Regions from separate parts of the Gossypium hirsutum genome. Here region 1 is linked to region 2. The links are chromatin contacts, called in public Hi-C maps. All regions are on one chromosome and are shown on one strand. The core of a region is the stretch at or near the end of the contact, and the rest is flanking DNA. Distances in the headings are between cores, read along the strand shown.

Region 1 (3,598 bases), core at 1,040-3,539, 100 kb after region 2:
TACTATAAACTCAGTTTAATTCTTCAATTTCCCCATAAATCCCTAATTTCAGGATTCTTTCAATTTAATCCCTATCAATTCAAAACTTATATTTTATTTTACAAATCAATCTTTTACTAACTTCTAACTTAAAATTCAATCATTTTAACCTCTAGTTCATCAATTAATTCAACATAACTCATGTCTAACAATCTACTAACTTTCAAAATATCAACATAAATCAAGTAGTATTTATCTCTAGGATTCCAAAAACTCAAAAATTATAAGAAAAAGACTTAATTTGACTTACCAATTGAGCTTGGAACCTTAAAACCTTAAATTTCCCTTTTTCTTTTTCTTTCTTTCTTTCTTTCTTTCCTTCCTTCTCTGCCCGTTTTGCTCTCTGTTTCTTTCTCTGTTTCGTCTCTTCTATTCTTTCTTTTGTTTTATGTATATATATAATATAATATAATATATTAATGATAATATAATATAAAAACATAATCATTACTATAATATAATATTTTTTTAACACATAAAAATCTCAGATTTTTATACTTATGCCGCCTCAACTTTGGAAAAAGGCATAATTGCCTATTTGGTCCTTTTAACTTTTCTTTAATCTATAATTAAACTTTTATCCCTATTGCAATTTAATCCTTTTTCATAATTAACTATCGAAACATTAAAATTTCTTAACGAAACTTTAATATTATCCTATTGACACTCCGTAAATATTTATAAAAATATTTACGGCTCAGTTTATAATATCGAGGTCTCGATACCTCGTTTTCGACCCAATTTACCTAATAATTTCTTTTAAATCACAAAATTCACTAATTCAAAAATATTTCTAACTTCTTCATCGAATTTAGTGATCTCAAATCACTGTTCTGACACTACTGAAAATTGGGCTGTTACAACTGATCCACCATATCGATCATAGAATCATCGCTTGGAGCTCACTAGCCTAACTTAAAAAAATAAAATTAATAACTCAGTGGCTTAAATGAAAACTTTCGAATGGTTGAATGACCATTTTGTAACTTTTTGAAGTTAAATGACTAATAGTTTAGTAACTCTGGGTATAATTTACCCTTTATTTTATTATGTTTAAAGTTTAATCACAAGGAAAATGTACCATATGCCATTTGTCATAAGAAATTGATATTAAAATTTCAGATAGGGTCAAATACATGAATTTGACAATTAAATCCATTTTGTATCTGTATATTTTTTATTCACTTTGGTACTTGAATTTGACAGTTAGATCTATTTTGGTTCTAACTTGTTAAATAACGAACAAATTGTTGTCAACCAATATATGTTTTGGTTGACGAAGGGGTTCTTCATTACCGTCTTGTTAAAATTGTTGAAGCAACGTCTAAAAAGAACCGGTAGCTACATTAAATCCAGTTCTTCATCACAATTAGGTCATAAAGGAAAGGTTAGACAAAGCAAAACCCACATCAATACTTCAGTTTTAGCAGGCCCTAAATCAGCAGTTTGAATAATGCCTGCTGCGACGATTATTTTGCTTGGGAACAGAATTAATTACATGTCGGGGGCCAACATGTTTGAGCTGTTTGGGTACCATTTCCTGTCTTGATTACGACTTAACTTCCCTTGGTGTGTGTTGACAAGGTACACACAGATTTGATGATGGATCCTCCATCACATGGGATGTAGGAGAAAGCCCATTTGAATTCAAACTTGGTATTGGGTTTGTGTTATCCCATGTTGCTTCAGCAATGCAAGTTGAGGAAAATTCTGTATATATTTGCTTTTCTCACAAATCAATTCCATATGATGAGCAATCCCTATCACATGCTAATATATATAATCAAATAAGCGTGCAAGTATTTGACATTTGTCATCAAGGGTAAGGCAGTTTAGGCACGTGACTGCCCTCCAACATCACACTCTATGCTTCCATAACAGAATACATTTTGGGTGACGGTATCAACAAATTGAATTAAATTTGGAGAGGATACTTTCATCCATTTTGTATCTTTATTCAGATTCAATGATTAGGCCAATGAGAAGTGGGGAATTATATCTTTCTGGGATTTCGAAAGAGAATGACATGGGGCAAGTGGGGAAGGTGAACCCTAGTCATGTTCCAATTGCAAAACAAGTGGCTAACATAAAAAAACCCATGGGAGGAACCGAGTTGTGCCATAGTTGAGGTCGGTCGCCAATATGGAATTGTCCGGGGCAATGCCAACGAGACCGTATGAAACCATGGTCCCCTACATTCAACTCAAAACTGTGTTCCGTCGAGGATAAGAGGCGTAGTAAATTTTTTTCAAAGGCTAGGGAAATGTGAAGCTAAGTCGATGAGCCTCACCCAATCACATGGGTATTGACAACTACCCTTCACTGCAGTCTTTGCAACAGATTTACATTTTGGTTTGTACTTTGTGGGCGACCGATATTGCTATATCTCCCGCTTTGGACTTATTTATGACACCTTGAACAAAAATATTTATTTACTCCATTAATTACATTTTTAAATTTAGAAAGAAAAAGAGGGAAAGTTGATGTTGGAGGACTTGGGAAGCAATTTGCGTGAGGAGAGGTATAGACATTTAAGTCCTGGATGGGGACTCATCTCCAACTCCCATCAAGGAACATTTCTATTTATTAGTACTAGGAAGATATGATTTCCTTTCCTGTCCCCAATATTTACTCATTACAGGGCTAGGTTTTCAGACCACAATCATGGGCCGAAACTGTTGTTGGTTTAGGTTTGTGTTCCAGTCTGGGCCCATTGGATCGAAAGTTAATAGCCCTGTAATGTCAGTTCCCCATTTTACTACAACTACTCTCTGATTAGCACACCAAACGAGAAGTATTTCATTCTACTGAAAAATAACATTTCCTATATATGAAATTTGCCCAAGAAAGTTGCCTTTTCTAAATAATTCTTTGATTTAGGGATAAAGATCTAAACATGAAGATGGGAGTGCAATATTTTAATCCATATTATATATCCAATCAAGTTTAAAATTAATTCCCCCAAATTAAACCCAACAAGTTATTTATTTAATATTCTATCCCCTCATTCCATTATTTAATCATTATATTAGATTAAACATTAATCTATTCCTTCATTCCATTGCTTAATAAATGTAGAGCAAAAGTTAGGGGTGAGCAAAACTCGATCCGACTCGAAAAAATTGAAAAAAATTCTAATTTCAAGTTAAACGAATCGAGTTATTCGAATTTCGAGTTCGAATCGAGTTCGAATCGAGTTGAGTTTTCGAATTCGAATAACTCGAATAATTCGAATATCAAACTATAATATTTTACATTTTTACTCCAAACTCCCAAACCTTTTTACTTTTCCCTCAAAACTTTTACTCCTTCCCACTTTCCCCCCAAAACTTTTATTCCCCTCCACTCCCAAACCCCCAATCTATTCAAAATCCATTTCCCACCAAAATTTTATTCTCCCATTTACTTTTCTCAAAATTTTACTCCTCAAAACCCTCACAACCTTTTATTTTCCCCCAAAATTTTTACTCTCTCCCACTTTTTCCCTAAAATTTTTATTCACTTCCCATCCCACCTCTCATTTACCCCAAACCCCCCTTCAATTTTTTTTAAATATTTT
Region 2 (3,275 bases), core at 514-3,013:
ATTGATCTTCCATTGGAGGGTAACAACCACAGGCAAGTCCTGATTTGTTATTATCGTATCAAGCATGATCTTGTGGACTCCAGAAAATAATTAGCAGCACTTTCAATCCATTTCACCCTATTCAAGAACTGTATTTTAGCTACATTGCTTCCTTGTAATCCCTCAAGTCTAAGTATCATCATAGCAGAGCATTCTAGCATTTCCAGCAGGCTAAATTCCTCAAGTTGACAAATTAAAGCATAAGCCACCTTACCACAAACAGATTCAATGCTATTGAAATATATAATTGAAAGAACTGCGATGGTATGAGTCAAAATTCCAAGCAATGATAAAATGAAGAAGCAGAAACCAAACAATTAGCCATACTGATCTCTAAGCTCACACTTTTTATGGCTTGGAAGATGTGTTAATAGCTAGCTTCAACCATATTAACAACATCATTAAATAAAGATCAAGTAACAGTGGAATTTAAAGAGACGGGGAATAAAAAGAGATAAGGAAATGATCAAAGTAGAATTTTGAGAACCCTCTTAGACTCAAGACCATTGTATTTATAAAACATAGAGCAGTAAATATCACAAATCTGGCACGCAATTGAAACAAATTAAAAACTTCAGTCTCCTAAATGATAACTGCATTTCAATATGCTTCTCCTTTGGAACCAAAGTAAACCACCATTTCAATCCCATTTTGGATTTCAAATTCCAAGGGACCTAGGACATATTAGGCTGAGCAATCTCTACAAGATACAAGAGTGATAGACAGTGTACCATAATAAACAAAGTAAAAAGAGCACATATCAGCAAATGACTGAAATATCTTTAAATTGCACATGGCTGCTTAAAATTAAAGTCACTATGTTACAAATACACATTCTTCAATGGGAAACCTAGTAAATATCAACAATTGCTCAAAAGGAACAGGTAAAATCTAGAAAAAAGAAGCTATCTCTATGAACTCTTTGCAATCGCATCTTAATCAATCTAGCATTAAATTCTCCATCGCTAATCTTTAACACCTTTGACAACGGCAATTTGAACCCCATATTCCACTAAAGCTCTATGCCTCGGCTTAATTTTTTTCTCTAAACTAAACGAAAAATACTGAGGAAATCTTTTCAATTCCTCCAAGTCACCTTCCATTTCCTCCAAGAAAAACTCAGCTTTAGGACTCATATTATTCTCCACACTCAAAGTCAACAGCCCGGGTGATCTCACCACCATCCGGTTCACCTCCGGCTCGTCAAAACCCAGAGATTGAAGGAAGTTAATTTTGGGTTTCAAGGTGTTTTCCACGTCGGAAACTAAGAGAAGGGTAGTATGGGAATTCAGGACGAGGCCTACGGAAGTGAGGAAACGGAGAGTTGGGCGGAGTTGGGTGGGGACGGAGGAGACTAAGAGGCGAGGGCAACGGGTGAGGGAGAGAGGGAGGTGAGGGAAAGGGAGGGGGACTTCGTGGAGGAGGAAGTTAACGGGAGGGAGAGGGTCGGAGGTAAGGAGGAGGGGGCACATGTCCAAGATACGGCCGATGGAAGGGCGAGAGAGGCCGACGGAGAGAGGGAGCGTTCGAGGGAAAGGAGAGAGGAAAGTGGGGTTGAACGGAGGGAAGGGTTTAAGTTGAGAGCTTTGTGGGGATTGATGTTTAAGGATTGGAGGTACAGGAGCTTTTGGCGGAAAAGAAGACCGCCGTCTTTGGGTATGGGTGGGGTGGTGGCCGGATGTTTAAGCACAGGTTGAGGATAATGGAGTTGGAATCTGCAAGCTTGCATTTTCAGTTTTCCTGGTGTAAAGGATGACGAAGGGACGGAGATTTTAGAATTTATTTATTATTTATCTTTATTCTATTAACAATATTATTTTGTAATATCGATGTTGGATTTTAAAATTTTTATTTAATAATATTAAAAATTAAATTTTTTTTATTTCGGTTCATTGAATTTATATTATAAATTTTAATATTATTATTTTAAGTTTAGGGAAAATAACTTTTTAGAATACTCTTTTTAGAACTAACTCAACACTCATCGCTATCAAGTTCAAGGTGATGTCAATTCATCACAATAATCCACACATTAGTAGCAAAGTTTTGCAAAGTGTATGCGAAGGACCTTGACGTTCAGGGGTGCCGAGTTTAGCGTTAAGATGTATTTATTTAATCGTTAGTCAAATCAATTGAATTTAAAACAATGGAAGTCAACTCGTATGGTTTGCGACTTACACTTGTAAAACCCTATCCACACATCCTCTCTTCTCACCCAAAATCTTCCAAGATTCCCAAGGTCTAAAACTCTTAAGGAAACCCAACTTTTTCTTTTGTACTTATTTTTCAAAGAGAAATGCCAATACACATTTCCAAGTACGTTGTTAATATAGTGAAATCTCCATCTCATTTTTCAAAGCTCAATCCTTATATTGAAAAATGCTTGAAGGATGCCAATTTATATGTGGCATCAGCAACATCAAATTTGAAAATCATTTAGAATTCGGTTGTCGCCTTGGTGGGAATATAGAGGCCGAAAACATTTACATACCATTTTCCAAACAAAGAAGTGATCATCACCCTTGAATATGTTGCCTTAATAATACACATTCCAATCGATAATGAGGCGATAATTGTAGTTAGTACAATCAATTTAGAGTACTAGTGTCGTCGGTTAGGTGTTGTGCTATTAAGGGAGAAATTGAAGAAAGATTTAAACGGATGCCGGTTAAAGTTCACATAGTTGGAAACAACTCTTCCACCGCATGTAATTATGGAGGAGATGGATCGATACGCCAGATCTTGGATGCTCTGGATGGATGGAGGGTTTGTTGCCAGACAAGTTTGGTCACAAGGTCCATATCATGTTCTTCCTCTGTTCGAATATTTTAAGGCGATCAGTAGATCCAGATGGGGTTTTATCACTCTAACATATCTATAACACTCCATACCCGACCCAATCGTCGAGTCCGAGTTACAGGCCACATAATTTACCGGAGCAACTACTATTCAATTTACAATATAATACCTATCTATAACCAAACAGACAAGTTTGGTTACAAGGTCCAACATGTTCTTCCTCTGTTCGAATATTTTGAGGCGATCAGTAGATTCAGCTGGGGTTTTATCACTCTAACATATCTATAACACTCCATACCCGACCCGATCGTCAAGTCCGAGTTACAGGATGCCACATAATTTACCTAAGCAACTACTATTCAATTTACAATTTAATACATGCTATTAACTATATTATTCAATATCATTATGATTTTCAGTCATTTTCAAGTCTTATA

Evidence for each region. A called contact is a pair of places that touch in the nucleus more often than the background predicts.
Region 1: a Hi-C map of leaf shows a contact between it and region 2, with 1.9 times the contacts expected there. The contact joins two enhancer-like sites. A contact is called at or near these places in 2 of 34 Hi-C or Micro-C datasets (anther and leaf).

The regions. Positions count from the first base shown.
Region 1 is chrD02:45,773,527-45,777,124 of Gossypium_hirsutum_v2.1, forward strand. No RefSeq gene overlaps it. Among protein-coding and RNA genes, the nearest start is that of LOC121214992, 13 kb to the right of the region's middle. Within about 2 kb of position 2,290, at least 7 of the 9 cell types and tissues checked have an H3K27ac peak or open chromatin away from gene starts, as enhancers often do. A contact at or near this core is called in leaf, where this site is marked.
Region 2 is chrD02:45,670,253-45,673,527 of Gossypium_hirsutum_v2.1, forward strand. It overlaps the pseudogene LOC107910151. Among protein-coding and RNA genes, the nearest start is that of LOC121215025, 22 kb to the right of the region's middle. Within about 2 kb of position 1,764, at least 7 of the 9 cell types and tissues checked have an H3K27ac peak or open chromatin away from gene starts, as enhancers often do. A contact at or near this core is called in leaf, where this site is marked.